Regions from separate parts of the Hordeum vulgare genome. Here regions 1, 2 and 3 are each linked to region 4. The links are chromatin contacts, called in public Hi-C maps. All regions are on one chromosome and are shown on one strand. The core of a region is the stretch at or near the end of the contact, and the rest is flanking DNA. Distances in the headings are between cores, read along the strand shown. Region 1 has its middle 130 kb from the start of LOC123426528. Region 2 holds the start of LOC123426531 (splicing factor-like protein 1). Region 3 holds the start of LOC123426528 (F-box protein At5g50450). Region 4 has its middle 4.3 kb from the start of LOC123430201.

Region 1 (2,700 bases), core at 101-2,600, 470 kb before region 4:
TCTTCTCCACCCTTGTCTGGCCCCACTTCATCCTCTCTTTTTTGTTGGAAATATGCCCTAGAGGCAATAATAAAATAGTTATTATTATATTTCCTTGTTCAAGATAATCGTTTATTATCCATGCTGAAATTGTATTGAATGAAAACTCAGATACATGTGTGGATGCATAAACAACACTCTGTCCCTAGTAAGCCTCTAGTTGATCAAAAATGGTTAAGGTTTCCTAGCCATAGACAAGTGTTGTCACTTGATAACGAGATCACATCATTAGGAGAATGATGTGGTGGACAAGACCCAAACTATGAACATAGCATGTGATCGTGTCGTTTTATTGCTACTGTTTTTCTGCATGTCAAGTATATGTTCCTATGACCATGGGATCATGTAACTCAGTGACACAGGAAGAATACCTTGTGTGTATCAAACGTCGCAATGTAACTGGGTGACTATAAAGGTGCTCTATAGGTATCTCCGAAGGTGTCCGTTGAGTTAGCATGGATAAAGACCGGGATTTGTCACTCCGTATGACAGAGAGGTATCTCCGGGTCCACTCGGTAATAGAACATCACAACAAGCCTTGCAAGCATTGTAACTAAAGAGTTAACCACGGGATTTTGTATTACGGAACGAGTAAAGAGACTTGTCGGTAACGAGATTCAAATAGGTATAGAGATACTGACGATCGAATCTCGGGCAAGTAACATACCGAAGGACAAAGGAAATGTTATACGGGATTAACTGAATCCTTGATATAGAGGCTTAACGGATTAAGATCTTCGTAGAATATGTACGATCCAATATGGACATCCAGTCCCGCTATTGGATATTGGTCGGAAAGGTTGAAGGTCGACTGGAAGAGGAGGAAGGGTGACGGAGGACGAGGACTTGGACGCGAGAAAGGTTGGAGGGCGTCATCCTTATATCCATTCCATATTTGAGTTGCATATGAGGAATGTTCAAACGTTAAAGACCCGTTTAAAAAAATCCGTCTGAATCAAAATTCATGACCAGTCACTGATTAGACGGCTTGTGCGAGCGTATCACACGGGTTTGGAGCACCCGGCTCTATATGCTCACCCCTGTTACATGCGTGTGCTTACGGGGGAAATTAACGGTCAAGATTCTGGCTCGGCGGGTATGCGTCTATGCGAGCGACCGGATGGACGCCACAGCACTCCACGCATTCCGTACGGACGACTTGACCCCATCTTATTGTATGTCGGACTGGATGCTAGCTAGCCGCCGATTCCGACCTGCTTCGTGTGATCCGTGGCGTCAAAGCAGCTTTGACCACGAACTCTGGCTCGGTCGCCTCGGTCGCTCGCGTCGCACGCAACCAGCTTCGCCGCACGCGTGTTCAACCACGAGCTTGGGCTGCATGCTGGCTTTCTTGCCTACGCCTGGCTGACCGATCAACCAAAACACCAACGCATGGTTTGCCTTCACACAAATATCCAAGCTATGGTCAAACTGTGCCACTAAGTTTATACGGAAACCACCTCACGGGACTCTTCCATACAGTCTAATTCTTGCTGATTGGCATGTAAACATCAGTGCACAATGGTCCAATCATAGGAGCTGAAGATATCAAACATGGACAAATCCACCCCCATCCGCGGAAGTGTCCAGACACGTCCGTAAACGCATCAGGACGACCTCTCATATTTCGCTTCTGTCATTTACATATTTTAAATTTAAACTCTTAAATCCATACAAATTCATGCATTTAGATCACACAAACCATTATCACACGTAAATAACAAATGTTGATACTAAACATGCATGCGATACGTTTTAAATTCACTCTCTCTCTCTCTCTTGAAATTGCCATGTATTATGTTTTTTAGAGTGTCCATATACATTTAAAAATGTAAAGTTGGCATCGTGTGTAAAACAAAAAGAATTCAAACCTAAACGTTGCCATGTAACCGATACTTTTTCCCCAAAACAAAAAATGTCATTGTTTTTAGGAAATCATGGAAATATGGCAAACAATTGTTCTACACTTCATCGAAACTTGGGGAAAAACTTTGTTGCCATGCTACTTAAAATAAAGCTACAATGGACAAAATAATAATGCTTCCATGCTCTAAGAAGTAAAGTTCTCCTGCTCTAAAAAAATAAAATTGCCATGGTACCTCTAATAAAATATAACTAATTTGCAACGACAAAAAAGCATGGTAACATGTCTGAAAAAATGCCATCATTCGTTGAACAAAGAAAAAAATGTAAAACAACCATATGAGCAATACAAAGTTTTCCAAAATTTGCCAAACCTATTAGTAACCATAGACTAACAAATTTAAGTTGGCACAAACAAAAAGGGACAAACTTCCATGCTTATAGACGAGTGAAACTAGATATCTAGGTAGACATGGTTCATAGTTGCCATATACTTTACATTTAGCTAATGTAAAAATTGGAAAATTTTAGCTAGCATAAAAAAATGCGGAAAATAGTCAAATATTGGGAAAATTGATTTGGAAAAACCATGTTTTTTGGGAAAATAGCCATGGTCTAAGTAACAAAAAATGCCATGGTCTAAAAATAGAAAATTGACATAACTTAAATAATAAAAATGTTATCCTCTGAATAAAGAAAATTGCGATGCCACCCACACTAAGAACTAACATGGTCTAATTAATATGCCGTCGTTGAACTAATCAAATTGTGATAGTATAAAATAATAAAGTTGCGATG
Region 2 (2,700 bases), core at 161-2,660, 370 kb after region 4:
TCAGTGAGTTATATGATCTCATGGTCATAGGAACAAATACTTGACACGCAGAAAACAGTAGCAACAAAATGACACGATCAACATGCTACGTCTATTAGTTTGGGTCTAGTCCATCACGTGATTCTCCTAATGACGTGATCCAGTTATCAAGCAACAACACCTTGTTCATAATCAGAAGACCCTGACTATCTTTGATCAACTGGCTAGCCAACTAGAGGCTTGCTAGGGACAGTGTTTTGTCTATGTATCCACACATGTATATAAGTCTTCATTCAATACAATTATAGCATGGATAATAAACGATTATCTTGATACAGGAATTATAATAATAACTATATTTATTATTGCCTCTAGGGCATAATTCCAACAATAGCTTGTGGCGAGTGTAAGCCAACTCCTTATCTCATCTTTTCGACACATGTACTTGTAACGATATCCATTCTTGCGAAATGATGAGATGCGTTTCTATCCCTGTCGAGGCCCTTGCGCCAAAATAAAGATAGGATCACATCTTAACGTTACATAAATGCGAAAGTAAATATTCATGGTTTGAGTAAGGATGAAGGGGTTACTCAAAAGAAGAGAGTAACGATGACGGGGAGAGCCCAAACATAGTTTCCATCTGTATTTAGCTTGTCCACTAATACCAAACGGGACAACCGATAGTAGCAATGTTTGTCTAACCCTTCATCGTCCATGTTAAAATGAGATGCTTAGCATACGACCATCATGTGAAACCAATTGCAGTTGTGGTCACACTTTTGTTACCAATGTTATATACATTGGTATTATTTGGTCTCCTACCCCTGATAACAACACGGCAACCGGAATGCTCCATCATGTATAACTATTGATGCCAAGAACCATACGGTAATTTAGTAGAGTTTAAGAGGAGACGACACACAATGCTTGTAGGAAGAGACAGTCTGAGCATTTGCGATTGCCATAGAAAAACATTTTGATTTGTATTGCCTTTATAGACTGTTCTACACATTTGCAATTGCCATAGATGAACAATTTCATTTCTTATTATCTTTATAAATTGTTTTGCTCCATAACAGCGCACGTGCATCCAACTAGTATGGACCTAAATATAAGACCTTTTAAAAATTCTACTATGAACTACGTACGGAATAAAATGAGTGAACATATACTCTAAAATATGTCTATATATATCCGTATGTAGTCCATAATGTAATCTTTAAAAGGTCTTATATTTAGGAACGGAGGGAGTAGGAGGTACAACACTTCTCCAAGGGGTCTCTCTCTAAAAAAACACTTCTCCAAGGGGTGTGAACCCATTATACATCTGGCCCATGAATTCCCCACCAAAGAGCCCGACTCCTTTTGTCAGTTTTGGCCCAGCACGTTGTCCAGAGTAATCCGATCGAACACAACCGCCTCTCCCCGAAATCGTATCTCCACGGGACAAATCTCCCACGAGTCATAAAACCGAAATCGCGAGAAGCGAATTCCCCACAGCTTTCCTCCTTCTACCAGACGCCGCAGCCATGGCTTCTGCCGAAACCCTAGCCCGTTCCCCATCTCGCGAGCCCTCGTCCGACCCCCCCCGCGATGCCCCCCGCGACGCCTCCTCCGAGCCCCACCACAACGGCTCAGCCAACGCCGCTGGCGACGGCGACTCGTCTTCCCGCCGCCGCCGCCGCAGCCGATGGGAGCAGTCCAACGACGAGTCCGGTGCCAATTCAGGCGGTGAGGGCGGCGCGGGAGGACGGAAGCGGAAGTCGCGCTGGGCCGAGGAGGAGCCCCGCCCGACCATCGCACTTCCGGATTTCATGAAGGACTTCGCCGCCGAGATGGATCCCGAGGTGCACAACCTCAACTCGCGCCTCCTAGAGATTTCGCGCCTGCTGCAGTCGGGGCTACCCCTCGACGACCGCCCTGAGGGCGCCCGCTCGCCGTCCCCTGAGCCGATATATGATAACCTGGGCATCCGCATCAACACCCGCGAATACCGAGCGAGGGAGCGCCTTAACCGCGAGCGGCAGGAGATCATCTCCCAGCTGATCCGCCGGAATCCCGCCTTCAAGCCCCCGGCGGATTACCGCCCACCCAAGCTCCATAAGAAGCTCTACATCCCCATGAAGGAGTACCCTGGGTACAACTTTATTGGACTCATTATTGGGCCCCGTGGCAACACACAGAAGCGGATGGAGAAGGAGACAGGGGCCAAGATCGTAATCCGAGGGAAGGGCAGCGTCAAGGAAGGGAAGTTGTTGCAGAAGAGGGACTTGAAGCCAGATCCCAGTGAGAACGAGGACCTTCATGTGCTTGTCGAGGCTGATACTGAAGAAGCGTTGGAGGCTGCTGCAGGCATGGTGGAGAAGCTGCTTACCCCTGTGGACGAAGTGCTAAATGAGCACAAACGCCAGCAGCTGCGTGAGCTTGCAGCTCTGAATGGAACAATCAGGGATGATGAGTTCTGTAGGACTTGCGGGGAGCCGGGTCACCGGCAGTATGCATGCCCGAACAGGACAACGACTTTTAAGAGCGAGGTGCAGTGTAAGATCTGTGGTGACGGTGGGCACCCGACAATTGATTGTCCAGTGAAGGGTACATCTGGGAAGAAAATGGATGACGAATACCAGAACTTCCTTGCTGAGCTTGGTGGCAGTGCACCTGAGTCGATGAACAAGTCTGGTGGTCCGATGCTGGCTATAACAGGTAGTGGTGGTGGTG
Region 3 (2,700 bases), core at 198-2,697, 340 kb before region 4:
AAGCCTGCTACCAGTAGCCAGTAGTAGTAGCTAAAAAAGCAGGTCGCCTAAATCCATTGGACACAATGAGAGTAAAATTGGGAGGCGTAAAACCTGAGGACGCCACGCAAGGCAGAGGCAAAATATCAGGGAGGAGCTACAGCCAACAGCTATATGGATGGAGCGGCAAGCAATGCGAGGCTAGAAAAGAAGGCCTCGCTCGGCCACTCCATTAACACGGCACCAGCTTAGCTTAGGCATGGCCGATTTGGGCCGTTAATCTCTGGTCCAAGACGGTTAATTATTAGTTAGTGCCGTTTTTACCGATCCGTTTAGCCGTGTCCAAAATGCCGTCCTGTGATTAGAACCCTGCAAGCGTAACCGCCAACTCCTCACTTGGCCGCTAGTTTTTCCAGGCGCCATCTTCCAATCCAATCCACCAGTTGGTTTACCTTTCGTCTCCTTCCCATGTCATTGCTTTCCTTTTCTTGCAAGGCTGGGTTAACCCGGCCAATGTAAAAGGAAAAAAAAAAAAGCAATTCGTCGACAACAATAATATCTTCTTCTGGTGGTTAATTAGCCTTGACCACGTTTTTATCACCCTTTGGTTGAGGTTAGGATGAGGATCTAGCTTCTCTTGCTATAGTATGGAAGCACGTTCCCCCGGCCGTGTGTGTCGCACGGAAAACAGCTAGCGCAGGCATGGAAAAGTTGTTGCTTAACACAATATATAACTGATACACTTTGCGCAAGCAAGACTGTTATCGCAAAGTCCTGCAAGACATAATCACGTGCTTCCAGGATTGCTGTTTTACTTGCCATTTTTCATATATTTTTATATAGAAAGCAAATACTGTAGTAGTAGTAATGACTTCCGGAGGGGGAAGTTAATCAACATTTCGGTTTTAAACACGCGATTCTAAATGAGGTGTACCAATAAGGCAGGCCCGGTGCACATTCCATCCGTCCATGATTCTGCAATCTCACCGTAAATGGTTACCTTTTTCGTGTCCAGCAGTACCGAAAATCACATAATTAATGTAGCCATTACATCCAGACCAAAAAAGACAAGACAGAGGCATTTTCATGTTTGCAAACATGTGAAATAAGTTGTATCTCCAAGAAAAGATCCGCTGAAAGCAATGTGGCATGGAGAAGCAAGCAGGGTGGTTAAATCCATCCATCCAGCATTTTCAACGCAAAGGAAGCAACCCCCGGTCCCTTGAGACCAAAAACATCGCTGATAGGCTTTATAGAGACAAGACCAAAATTAGCTAGCTAGGCAAAACTTGAATCGGTAGCAATGCCAATGCAAGATATGTGAAGCGAAAATGTGGTTGTGCCTGCCAACTCCAATTGACAAGGCATAACATGTCGCCATTTAAAACGCCAAAACCATCTATGTATAATCCAGCAAGATATATCCACCATGTCATGTCACCAACCTACCTTGTATCATGTATGTAGTACATCCATCCCCATGGGAAGAAAGAAGAAGAGAAAGAAACAGGGAGCCCCAAGTGAGTGAGAAACAAAGGCAGCAACAAATGAAGCAAACAACCCAAGCCAAGCAAAGGCGGCATGCAAAGCAAAGGCTGCCAAAGAGAGGATGCACACACTAACCACAATCATGAATGGGCAAGGCCAGCCCCCACCACCTCACCACCCTTAACAAAAACACCAGAAACCGAAATTTGGGAGGAGGAGAAATCAAGAAAAAGCTGAGGAGAGAGAAGGGAGGGTGGGAGGATCAAGAAAGGGAGGAGAGGCTTTGCATCCAAGCGTGCTCCCCCCCAAGCAACCCCCCTTCCCTCCTTCCGGTCAGCGTCCCTGTTGACCACTCCGTTGCAACGGAACGGAACGGAGGGCATCCTCCTTCCTTGTGTAGCCAGCCACGCACCCCCTGCTCCCTCCTAGGACTATATATAACTCCTATCCTCTCCCATTCTCGCCATTACGGACACACCATCTCTCTTCTCTTCTCTTCTCTTTCTCCCCGCAACCGTCCAAGACTTGCAACAGCTCGCCGCCCGCAACGACGTAACACGGACGCCGCATCGTGGAACGGGGGCAGGCGGCATGAAGACGAGGCGTGGCGCCTGCTACTCCTGCCATGAGCCGGCGGCAGAGGAGCCGGAGATGCACCGCCGGAAGAGGCGGAGGACGGCCATGGAGGCGGCGGGGTGTGCTGCCGCTGCCGCTGCCGTCGGAGACATGTTCGAGGACCTGCCGGATGACCTCTTGCTGTCCATACTTGCTGATGTCGCCGCGTCCGCCCGCTCGCCGGCCGACCTCGCCGGCGCCACCATGACGTACGTCCCTGTTTCCTCTGCTTTCTTGTAGTATTACGATGGATGAATGCGATTCGTGATTGTCGCTGGGATGGAGATGGAGTTCTTACGGGGATGTGCGTGCAGGTGCAAGAGATTCAGGGAGTTGGGCCAGAGCAAGGTTGTTCTTGCCAAGGTGTCGCCGCGGTGCCTCGCCGTCCGGGCCAAAAGCTGGTCGGACTCCGCCCACCGCTTCCTGCAGCGCTGCGCCGACGCCGGCAACCTCGACGCATGCTACCTTCTTGGCATGGTAAGAACCATGGCCATCGTAACTGACTCACCCATGTTTCCTTTGTGCTTGGCGATCGTAACTGACTCACCCATGTTTCCATTGTTTTTGGTGCGCTATAGATCCGCTTCTACTGCCTGGGGAGCCGGGGGTCGGGAGCAG
Region 4 (2,700 bases), core at 89-2,588:
TTGAGTTGGCGAACAAATTGTGAAAACATGAATAATTTTTTGAATTTATAAACAAATTTCGAAAACATAAAATCTATTGAATTTGTGAACAAATTTAGAAAGCTGGAACATTTTTTGAGATGGTGAACTATTTTAAAACGTGAACAAAATTTCAAAAAGTTGATTTTTTCTTTGAAAATGTAAACAAAATTCGTAAATTTTGTACAAAGACGTGTAGAGTTTAAAAACATTAAAAAAATTCAAATTTCAGATCATTACTGAAAAATGTGAATAATATTTCGAAAAGTGAACAAATTTTGAAAAACACGGGCAAAGGTCTATGAATTCCTATAGAAGAAACATGCACACTGTTTTTAAAGCATGAACAAATTTCAATATCCGATTTTTTTGTAAAGGTGGACAATTTTTTCAAAATAACAACAAATTTACTAAAATTCTGAACAATTTCGAAAAACATGAACGATATTTGAAAAATTTGAAGAATATTTGATAATATGAACAAAATTCCTAAATTCTGAACAAAAACGAGGATTTTTTTTTAAAAACATGAGTTTTTTTTGAAAATGTGAACAAAATTCATTTACTTTATATGAAAACATGAACAAAATTTGAAAACATGAACCGATTTCAAATTTACAAACATTTATGAAAAAGGTGAAGAATTTTTAGAATTCCAGATTATTTTTCGAAAATTTATGAACAAAATTGAAAAACAAGAATAAATTTCAAATTGTGAACAAAATTATAAAATGTGAATATTTTTTGAATCTGTGAACAAATTTTGAAACAGCAAACATTTTTTGAATTATGAACAAATTTTGAAACATGAACAAATTTTGAAACGTGAACAAATTTCAAATTCATGAATAAAACTATAAAATTATTAACATTTTTCGTTAAACCGTAAAAAAAATTCAAAGTGCAAACAAATTTTGAAACATGAACAAAATTATAAAATTATAAATAATTTACAAATTCATGAACAAATTTTTGAACCGTAAACATTTTTTCATTTTGCACAAATTTTGAAACCATAGACATTTTTTGAATTGTGCACAAATTTTGAATTAATTAAAAAACAAAATGGAAACAAAACAAAAACAGAAAAGGAAAAACTGAGAGAAAAGAAAACAGAAATATATGAAAAAGAAAAACGGAAAAAAGAAAAAACCGGTTCAAGGAACCTTCTCGAAGTTTCCCAAAACCAAAAAATCGGCTGGGAACACGGTTTCCAAAACCGGAGGCGTTGGAATGCTTAAACGGGCAAGCCTGTTGCGTCGCTTCTCGGTCGCTCGCGTGTGCGAAGCACCGACAGCTTGACGCAACAAGCGACAAATAGGAGATTCCCTCTTTCAGATGGGTCCAAGGAAGGCGCCTGGGCCGGATGGGCTTCCGGCCTTATTCTACCACTAAGACTGACTGCTGGTACGTAACAATGTTTGTCGGATGGTCAAAGATTTTCTGAAGGGGATGACGGCACCAAAAGCATTTAATGCACTGGTCATTGTTATGATTCCAAAATGTAATTCTTCATAGTTACTATAACAATTTCGACCTACCAGCCTATGTAATGTATTCTATAAGATCGCGACGAAGGTCTTTACAAACCGACTGAAAGGTACATTACATGTTCTCATCTCTGAGGAGAAAAGTGCTTTCATGTATTTACTGATAATGTACTTTTGGCATACGAGTGTGTTCACGCCATTCATAAAAGGAAAAGAATGAAGTCGTTATGTGCGGGTTAAGTTAGACATGATAAAGACATATGATAGAGTGGAATGCTTGTTTTTGCAGCAAATGATGGAACATATTGGCTTTGCACATCGATGGATTTCTACGATCATGAGATGTTTGTTGTATGCCAACTATGGTGTATGTACTAACTCATGGCCGTTACTATGTTGTGTTGCTCTCTACTCTTTCCCTCTTCTTGTTATGTTTTCTCTCTGTCTAATGCGTAAATGGATTGTTTTTCTCAATATTTTCTTTTCCAAAAAGAAATGAAAAGTATAATTTCACCACATTGCCGCGCGGTTGCATGCGAGTTGTAAGGCCCATATTGATTATTGTTCATCACTCCTTTGTCCATACAGGAAAATGTTATGTTGTCGTAGCAACCGCTTCCTCTGCGCCTTCTCAAATTTAATTTTTGATCATCACTTCTTTCTTCATCTCCTTATTTTTATCCCATTTTGCATTTTTTTTCATAATTTTCATTTTATTTTCTCGGTTTTCTTTGTTCTTGTGGTAATTACTTTTACATTTTTTGTATATGTCAACAACATTTTTCTAATACATGTCCAACAATTTTAAAATAAAAATTAAACATTTTTGTAATACACAGTCAACAATTTTTCTATACATATTTTTCAAATGCATTATTAACATTTTCTAAATATAATATTTACATTTATTGAATCCATGGTCAATATTTTTTATACATTTTAATCATTTTTGAAATGCTTAATTAACAGTTTTTAAATAAAAGGTTAATGTTTTTCAGTTCAGGGTCAACATTTTTGTAATACATGATCTACAATTTGTTACAAACGTTAAACATTTTTTGAATACTTAAATAACATTTTAAAAATACTTGATAAATTTATTTTAAGTGATTTTTTTTTGAATAACTGTTTAACTTTTTTGAATGATTGTTCAACATTTTTCCGAATGCTTGATTAACATTTTTCATTTCCT

Evidence for each region. A called contact is a pair of places that touch in the nucleus more often than the background predicts.
Region 1: a Hi-C map of leaf shows a contact between it and region 4, with 6 times the contacts expected there. The contact joins two enhancer-like sites. A contact is called at or near these places in 3 of 6 Hi-C or Micro-C datasets (leaf and seedling).
Region 2: a Hi-C map of seedling shows a contact between it and region 4, with 4 times the contacts expected there. The contact joins the promoter of LOC123426531 here to the enhancer-like site in region 4. A contact is called at or near these places in 1 of 6 Hi-C or Micro-C datasets (seedling) and 1 of 1 datasets of contacts at active chromatin or transcription factors (embryo).
Region 3: a Hi-C map of seedling shows a contact between it and region 4, with 5 times the contacts expected there. The contact joins the promoter of LOC123426528 here to the enhancer-like site in region 4. A contact is called at or near these places in 3 of 6 Hi-C or Micro-C datasets (leaf and seedling) and 1 of 1 datasets of contacts at active chromatin or transcription factors (embryo).

The regions. Positions count from the first base shown.
Region 1 is chr2H:430,006,986-430,009,685 of MorexV3_pseudomolecules_assembly, forward strand. No RefSeq gene overlaps it. Among protein-coding and RNA genes, the nearest start is that of LOC123426528, 130 kb to the right of the region's middle. Within about 2 kb of position 1,351, at least 3 of the 3 cell types and tissues checked have open chromatin away from gene starts, as enhancers often do. A contact at or near this core is called in leaf and seedling, where this site is marked.
Region 2 is chr2H:430,847,021-430,849,720 of MorexV3_pseudomolecules_assembly, forward strand. LOC123426531 (splicing factor-like protein 1) reads left to right here and starts at 1,411. Exons shown (of 2, transcript XM_045110370.1): 1 at 1,411-2,700. The coding sequence starts at 1,512.
Region 3 is chr2H:430,141,059-430,143,758 of MorexV3_pseudomolecules_assembly, forward strand. LOC123426528 (F-box protein At5g50450) reads left to right here and starts at 1,448. Exons shown (of 3, transcript XM_045110369.1): 1 at 1,448-2,291; 2 at 2,397-2,559; 3 at 2,661-2,700. The coding sequence starts at 2,059.
Region 4 is chr2H:430,479,168-430,481,867 of MorexV3_pseudomolecules_assembly, forward strand. No RefSeq gene overlaps it. Among protein-coding and RNA genes, the nearest start is that of LOC123430201, 4.3 kb to the left of the region's middle. Within about 2 kb of position 1,339, at least 3 of the 3 cell types and tissues checked have open chromatin away from gene starts, as enhancers often do. A contact at or near this core is called in leaf and seedling, where this site is marked.